2 separate regions of the Capsicum annuum genome follow, and region 2 is linked to region 1. The links are chromatin contacts, called in public Hi-C maps. All regions are on one chromosome and are shown on one strand. Each heading gives the region's core, a stretch centred on a gene start, on an enhancer-like site or on the middle of the called end of the contact. The rest is flanking DNA. Distances are from core to core; before and after follow the strand shown.

Region 1 (4,157 bases), core at 819-3,318:
CACTTTTTTGGCAGATGAATGCAATATTATAAAATGTTTCATAAAAATATCAATCAATTTTTTTTTATGAAAATAGTTTTCATGAGGTAGTCTAATCTCTTAAGAAAATGGGATTCTAGGTAGTCTAATCTCTTAAGAAATTGAGATTCTTTCACTAAATTGGGTTATGCACATATAAAAAGGGTCAATTATGAGTAATATATTATGTATTCACTTAAATTAAAATTAAAAAATAATTAAAGTTGCCACATCATTTTTCCGGTATTGTAAAATCCGGTCATAGTGACTTTTGTGATGATCAGAGCAAAGTTAAATGACTTTCGTGTAATGAATGAAAGAAAAAGTGACTTTTGCGTATTAGACACAAAGTTAAGTGACCATGGATGAAATTTACTCAATTATTGATGATATGCATTTGAATATGTATTTAGGTGCAAATGGTCTGGCTGCTCCGAGGGATTTTCTTGTTCCTGTTGCCTGGTACGAAGATGGCTCCTGTCCAGGTTACACTATTGTGCAGAAGTATGGCGGTGAACTCTTCACTGCGAAGCAGGACTTCTCTCCTTTTAATGTGGTTGCTTGGCATGGAAATTATGTTCCTTATAAGGCGGGTATTTTCTCTGTATTGCAATCTCTCATAATGTGGGTGCCTTGCTCACATTTTATCCAATTTACTTTGCTGTTTGTCTCCTTAGTCCTGATGTAATATATTTCCTCAATTTGCAGTATGATTTAAGCAAGTTCTGCCCATACAATACTGTATTGATGGACCACAGTGATCCTTCAATAAACACAGGTTGGTTAGGTTTATGAAGTTACTATAGGTTCTAAGTATTATCAATGTTTAATTGTCATTCGTGTGAATCTTGTTCTTAAATTTATCGGTGTTGCTAGTTACATTTACTCTGGTTTCTTAAATCAATGCAGTTTTGACAGCACCAACAGATAAACCTGGTGTGGCGTTGCTTGACTTTGTCATTTTTCCTCCACGGTGGTTGGTTGCTGAACACACCTTCCGTCCTCCATATTATCATCGCAACTGTATGACCGAATTTATGGGTCTAATCTATGGGGGATACGAGGTTGTTTATCTCGCTCTTTCATGAAGTCGATGCTCAACTATAGGGTTATTTCTTTCACTTTTAATGAGGTTAAGCTTGTTTCAGGCAAAAGCTGATGGTTTTCACCCTGGAGGGGCAAGCCTCCACAGCTGCATGACTCCTCATGGTCCTGATACCAAAACATATGAGGTAATGTCTGTTCTGTTCCCCCCTCCCTCTATGGCATTGTTTCTTTTCCCTTCCCGCATATGCATCTTATTTATATTCTTTCCATTGTTTAGTTACCAACGATGAATCCTTTTTTAAAAATTCTGTGGCAAAACGCAATTCGCTTGTCCAATTCAAGGTTCTATACATTTGCAGTGCAAGTGTATTATTGTCTCAGCTTTTTTGTTTACAAGTTACAACATCGTGCATTGAGCATAACTATACTTTTTTTAAAAAAATTAAAATTATAATAGGGTAGGGAATCAAACTGTTACCAATAAAATTAAGTTCAGAAAGTCAACCGGACTACTAAGATTCCCCGAGACTTCAGCAAAACAAGAAAACCTACTAAGATCCCCCGAGCATAATTATACTAGTTAATCTAGCACTTATGATCTGTGCATCATAACCATTTGTTGTTGCATCCAAATCATGGTTATATGTGGTACACTTTTGTTCACCAAATGATTCTGATGCCATATAACATTTGACAGGCAACCATTGCACTTGGAAATGAAGCTGGTCCACATAGAATAGCTGATACCATGGCTTTTATGTTCGAGTCTTGCCTAATACCCCGTGTCTGTCCGTGGGCACTTGAATCTCCATTTATGGATCACGATTATTACCAATGCTGGATTGGTTTGAAGTCTCACTTCTCAGGACTATCTATAAATGAGGACAGCCGTGATTTGCAGAATGGAAAACCTATAGAAAGGTGAAATCTTATTGTTCAGCTAGCTTATGTAGTTCCTCCTAATAGTTCCTCCTAATGAGACTTAGTTTGTGCATAAGGAGTCAGGGGCATGTAATATGTAAAATAAACCCTAGTTAGTATTGGATCGAAAGATTAGGGTGATAATCCAAGTGCAGATACAGTGCTAAGATGAAACCAATGTCCTGTGGAATTGTGAGGTAAGTAGAAATTTGTTACCGTGATGATGTTGTAGTTTATGGTGTTGTATATATAAAGATGGAACTATCATGGAATACCTTTAGCAATTGCAAGAGCAACCAATAACTTACTCTTATTACTATTTCTTCTATGTTTCAGTAACCTCCTAAATTTTTAGTGAATATTTTGGTTACAGAAGTAGCATGTGTAGAATTCTTCATCAATGCAAATTCCGTTACGAGTTCATCTTTACCCCATTCTTCTTTACAAGTGGGGTTAGCCCCTGCTGTGCACACGCCGAATTGCAGGGGGTCAATCACTATTTTACATAGCGATTGTCGTGTGTACTAAGATTAGGCATGTCAAAGATTCACAACAGACGGTATAATCTGCTCGAATGATACTTCATTGTTTCCCAAGATTAGCTAGTCTAGCTGGTCTTTTAATATTGTTAGCTTCAACATCTTGAGATAACAGCAGCAGCTGCAACATTGTATGATAGACTTCAGAGCTCTCACCACAAAAATAACCTGCAGTTATGTGAAAACTTGTTTGATCTAACATGCCAAAGTAAGACGCTTGTAGTTGTACAATAATCAAAGTGCATCGAAAATATAATATCCTTTCACAGGTTTCCGAGGGAACATTGTGTTCATTGACATGACATATATGTGCAACACAATATACTTGCAGCATACTAAACTGATTGGAGCATGCTCCTTTGTAGTTCGATCAGTTGTGACGTTGTCAGCTGAAATACAATTAAATGCGAAAGTTTGATGTTTCGAAAATAGTTCCTAAAATGTTTGCCATACAACTTTCTTGGCAAATACACAAGGAACTATCAAAAACTTTAATTCTATCAAAATATTTTTTCCTTATTCCTCCTTTACCAGTAGGTCGGCCTACTCCCTGTAATTGTACTTGTCATCGGATTTTTTCAACCTTTCCTTCAGCAACCTGCATTCATGAATGACTGATAGAGCTACAAGGACGATAGTCACCCCCTAATCCTTCTAGTCCGATTTATTTTTTGTCAGGCTTGAGCCATCCTTGTTTAATTTCTAAACACCTCTATGGAGGATTCCCATTTAACACTAATTATAATCTTAATTTCGATTATTGTTAGTGAATTGCTATCTAATCATATTCCTCAATACTAGAGTAAGTTTTGTTGAAAGAGATGGGATCATGTTTCCTATTAGAGATGCTTTAGTCTTCTTTCCGATCATATGAATATTAATAAGATTTAAATATTTGAATCTAAATATACATTTGAAACCCTCTAAATAATTAAAATTATTTATTTTCTCAACATCTAAATGTACAAGATTTATCTTATTTAAAATTAGTTATTATTACATAGACCTTATAACATTAGACCTTATAACACTAGTAAACTATGTAGACCATATAAATTTGTTTAAGTGTAAATTAGAAAGTATTAGATATTGTATAGACTACAAAAATTATAGAATAAAGATCATTAGAAATCACTATATTAGCAAAATACCTTTAGGATAAAAAATAGTAGTGTGAAAATTGATAATTTAAGGAAATTAGAATATTTAAATCTAACAATTCAAGTTGAAAAGAAATACAGACGTTTAAAAGACAATAATTTTATTAAGTGTAATTTTAACAACGGAGAACATATATTACATGGAGATAATCCACAACTAAATACTATTACAGACTTTATAATAAACCTAGGAGAAAAAGTTCAAAAAGAAAATACAAAAATATTAAAAACTCTAGAGATATTAAAAGACCTGCAAAACAAACAAAAGAATTTGTTAAGTAAAATAGAATTAAATTTTGATTTCCTAAAGAACCAACATTTAATTATTAATAGATGTGTCTTTAATATTATAAGATCTGGATCGATGGCGGTTCACTGTCAGTTTTCTGGTCTTGTAAAATTAGTAAATTACTTATAAACATACCTCCAGTATATGGTTATTCTCTCAGTGTTTTAGCAATAACAATGGATT
Region 2 (4,462 bases), core at 1,346-3,845, 86 kb after region 1:
TGTCTTGATCGCTCTTATCATTTCACTTACACTGCTTGTTTCTTATTGTCTCTATCAGGTAGTGTGACACATTGACATGTTTTTTTCTCTTTTATTCACTGTGGGTAATCTCATTTCAAACTGCTATGACATCATCTGCAGAGATCTGCCTTGACGGCATTTTTTGGAGAGAAATACCAATATTTAAAGTTTTGAACTGAATTTTCAAATCGGAAATAATGTTTCCCTATGATTGATCGTGTTTAAAGTAGTTTTTATCCCTGCATAGCCTGGATAACATAGTTTTCACATAACCGCTTGAGTTCAAGTTGAACTTGTATTGGGACAACGTGATGACTCCTCTGCCTCCTCTCCCAAAAAGAAGAAACACATAAAGATAAATCTTTCTTATCCTATATACTAGGCAGTTAAATAGTTTCACTTTCTTACAGTTGGAATCATGGGGCCTGTTTATTCTCTTTTTTTTTTTAAGCAAAGTTGCTCTGAACTTCTCTCCAACTTTTAATGCAGGTGTTTCAGCCTTGGATACAGAGGAGACGTCTTGCTTATGTAAAACATAAGCATTTTATATCAGGAGTTTTGAAACATTTAAGAATGCGTGCATTGGGTAGGCTTTGCACAGACCAGGGAGCACCAAATATAGAAGTTTTAGAGAAGTAAGTTTGAAATGCTTTCTGCACAGTTTTAATCGTTGTTAGAATTCTTATCAATGTGATGAAGGATTGCGCGTCAGGCTATTCAAGGCAATTGATGAAAATGAAGATGGATATCTTTCACGTTCTGAATTAAGAGCTCTGGTAGTAGGACTCCGTCTTGAGGAGGTGAATTTAAATGAGAATGATGCTGTGGAAAAGCTGATGAAAAATTTTGATACTTCTCATGATCAGCGAGTTGAACTATCTGAGTTCATTGCCGGAGTTTCAAAATGGCTTAATGAGGCCAGAGGTTCCAATGCTCCTTCTCCTGAAACTGGTGCCGGTACAGTGAAGTACCTTGGTGATTTGCATGAGGTTTGTCAAGTGTTAATGACCATTTGTAGATAGTTTATTGCCATGATGATAGTGATAAAATGTAGACGTGCTTGCAGCAAACAAGGACAGAACACTACTTCTTAGGGGATCAAAGTGACGAAAGTGTTGAGGCTGTTGAGAATCCCAGATCTACTGCAACTAAGGCCGTCTTATTGCTGTTGCTGGGCACTGTCATTGCTGCCGTGTTTGCTGATCCCCTAGTTGATGCTGTCAATAACTTCTCAAGTGCCACAACCATTCCTTCTTTTTTCGTCTCATTCGTTGCGCTGCCACTGGCAACCAACTCCAGTGAGGCAGTGTCAGCTATTATCTTTGCTAGCCGGAAAAAGTTGAGATCTGCATCGTTAACATTTTCTGAGGTTTGTTTCCTGATGCATCTTTTGTGCTTTTATGTTTGTAGAAATTATGGTTTTGCTGCCCTTTACTTGCTTAGCTGAACATGGAAGATCATTAATGTTATCAAGAGGCGGACTTGATCTGAGGTTTTCCAATATGTCAAATCCCTTAGGGTTACCTCTGTATGCAGGATGAGATAAAAGAGAGAGAATTGGATGGCGGTATTTGATGTTAGGAAGGCTTTCCTCTGACCCATTTAGTAAACATTATATAAGATAAGAGTGATGGGGAGCCGTGGAAGCAGCCACTAATACTTACATTAGAGTTGGCTATCTAAATTACACCCAAGAGGGTGAGGTCCTTCCCCAGCGGGCTGTCCTATATAAGGATGTAGTATTCCATCATAAAGCTTGTCCATTATTTGGTGTGTGACCAGATAAAGCTTATGAATTGCTGCAACACAAATTTACTTGTATTTTGCTCAAATTTGTATTTCGGCCTTCACAAATTTGTTTGACATGATTCATTGTAGGATCCATTTGATACGAAACAAGTGATTTGATGCTAAGGAAAAACATCAAAACCAACTACACCTTAGTCCCAAGCTAGTTAGAATCAACTATATGAATCCTCAATATGAGGGATGGCCTTGGCTCAGCGGTAAGCTTGCTTACCGTGGTGTGCCAGGGTCGGGGGTTCGAAACGCCCCTCCAACGAAGTTGGGGTGAGGGCGCGTAGGTCAGGCCCGGAGTGGTCCCCCCCCTCCCCGACACCTACGGAGTAGGTATGAACCGGGTCGTCCCCTATATGAATCCTCAATATCCATTTCACTCCATGTTAACCTCTTTTGCTTCAATAATCAGTAATTCAGATTTGAGCATTAAGCAGTTTGATAATACAATTACCTAGTTTTGATAACATCTGTAATGGTACCTTGCAGTTGTATGGAGCAGTGTCTATGAACAATCTCCTTTGTCTATCCGTCTTCCTTGCTCTCGTCTATATCAGAGGATTGACATGGGATTTCTCGTCAGAGGTGCTGGTTATTCTAATTGTTTGTGTTGTCATGGGGGTCTTCGCGAGTGTTCGTATCACCTTTCCTCTTTGGACTTCTTTGCTGGCTTTTTTACTGTATCCCTTTTCTCTTGCACTTGTATACGTTCTCGACTACAAATTTGGTTGGTCTTAAGACCCTTTGGTTGAATTTGTATGCAAGCCGCATTTCAGTTGCTCCTGGACGTGCTGGAGCTGCTTTAACTTGAGAGCCGAGGCTATTTGGTTGTATAATTTCACTCATAATTTTCCTCTTGGTTATAGATTTTCAGGGTGTTCGCTCCAGTAAACCATCTCACTAATGTTAAGCAGACTGATTCTGCATATCCATTTCTCTTTCTGATGTACTTTGCTGTTTCTCCACACTTGTCATTCCTGCTTTTCTGCAACTCCGTCAATTTCATTTTACTTGGGACATGTTGACTCAACAAATTTTACTTGGGACATGTTGACTAAACACGTCCCTTGAAAAATCAATAATTAGGTGTATTTTAAGTACCAAATTAATCTTATTAATAATATTTTGAAACTCTATATTTTAATATTATTACTACACTTAATTTAAAATACTAAGTAAAAAGTTAAAAATATTAAAATCATCTTTTTTTACAAATTGACAAGTAAATTGGAACATGATATAAGCCAAAGGGCCTTAAATCTTTTGATTACATCATTTAAGGTCAATATAAAGAGGTCCAATCCATGGTCAAGCAAAGGGCTCAAGGATGTACTTAGAGCTGCTTATTGGAATTGGGTGGACCATTACACTTAACGATTTGGTTTAACGGTTATTGGTTTTAAAATATACAAATCCACTAGTCAACCGATAAGATATCGATTGGTTCGGTAACGGATAGACAGTTATCGGGCGATTTATCAAACATCCACAATTCCTACTTGAATGCGTCTCAAAATCAAAAAACAAAATAGAATAGAACATTCTTTTCTTTTCACGGTGGCACTGACAACAGAAATCCTAGTGTTAAATCTCTTTAAAGCTTTGGCTACTGTTGAGTACTTTTGATTTGAGTCGGCAAAGCAAACCAAAGCAATGAACAGGTTATGAGTTTGGACCTTTTGTTAAGCGCCAATCGTTAGGAGTGGAAACCGGTGGTTTAAGACCAGGGGAAAGAGCTTCGTTAGGAATGATTGGAGCTAGGGGGTAACTGATTCGCAAAAGCAGCTGCTGGTTTAGCAGGAACAGCTACAAGAACTTTTGCAGCAGCAGCAGATAGAGCTTCAGCAGGAACAGGAGCTGCTACAGTTGCTGATGCGCTTGGAAAAAAGTCGAATGTGTTAAGCATATTCTTTTTTCCACTACTTTACTGTTTAGGGTTAATTAAGGGTGGGCTTTAGGTTAGAATTTAGATCCATTAGGTTTGAGTTTAAATTTTACTATAATATAATATATATTTTATATATCTAGGGGGAAAATATAAGTATATATGGTAATTCTTAACGGGTTAACGGTTTATCCAATAAGAAAATTGTGTAATCCACCCCACACCAATAAGCCGTTAATTAAAAAAATTTAATCCGTTCACCAACCATTTATCCGATAAGCCAATACCAATAAGCCAATAAGTTAATTTTTTGGATGGCTTATCGGATATGGTTTAATTTTGAACAGCCCTAGATGTACTTGGTGGACCCCTTTTACGCTCCTAAACCCACAATTTCATGTGTGGATAATTGCTTGGAGCTTAGAGCATGCTTTGAAGAGCCCTTGTGGGGTATTTTTAAAATAGCCATTTTTGGGCTATTTTTGTACTAGGCTATTTAGGCAAACACATACTATAAATAGACGCCTTAGACATTTTCTTTGATAGATTTTGAAGAATTATGATTGAATGCTCCTTTGAGAGTGCGAGACAAGCTTGGATTAGCTTGTGTTGATCTTTTGTTTAAAAATGTGGGTTGCTCAGGAATTCAATTCCTTTGAGATTTACGTAAAAGCTAGGTGCTCTTGGTAATATTGAGGAGGGTCGTTAGATTTGATACATCTTTCGATTGTTCTTTTTCTTATCATTTGTGTCTATCTA

Evidence for each region. A called contact is a pair of places that touch in the nucleus more often than the background predicts.
Region 2: a Hi-C map of leaf shows a contact between it and region 1, with 2.1 times the contacts expected there. The contact joins two enhancer-like sites. A contact is called at or near these places in 2 of 5 Hi-C or Micro-C datasets (leaf and placenta).

Annotation. Positions count from the first base shown.
Region 1 is chr9:158,319,358-158,323,514 of UCD10Xv1.1, forward strand. It overlaps LOC107842433 (homogentisate 1,2-dioxygenase), which reads left to right. Exons shown (of 9, transcript XM_016686274.2): 5 at 432-607; 6 at 727-796; 7 at 928-1,082; 8 at 1,167-1,250; 9 at 1,763-2,299. The coding sequence ends at 1,990. Among protein-coding and RNA genes, the nearest start is that of LOC107842433, 5.6 kb to the left of the region's middle. Within about 2 kb of position 2,069, at least 3 of the 5 cell types and tissues checked have an H3K27ac peak or open chromatin away from gene starts, as enhancers often do. A contact at or near this core is called in leaf, where this site is marked.
Region 2 is chr9:158,404,901-158,409,362 of UCD10Xv1.1, forward strand. LOC107842432 (sodium/calcium exchanger NCL) reads left to right here. Exons shown (of 7, transcript XM_016686273.2): 3 at 1-58; 4 at 511-656; 5 at 734-1,010; 6 at 1,088-1,390; 7 at 2,308-2,767. The coding sequence ends at 2,556. Among protein-coding and RNA genes, the nearest start is that of LOC107842432, 13 kb to the left of the region's middle. Within about 2 kb of position 2,596, at least 1 of the 5 cell types and tissues checked has an H3K27ac peak or open chromatin away from gene starts, as enhancers often do. A contact at or near this core is called in leaf, where this site is marked.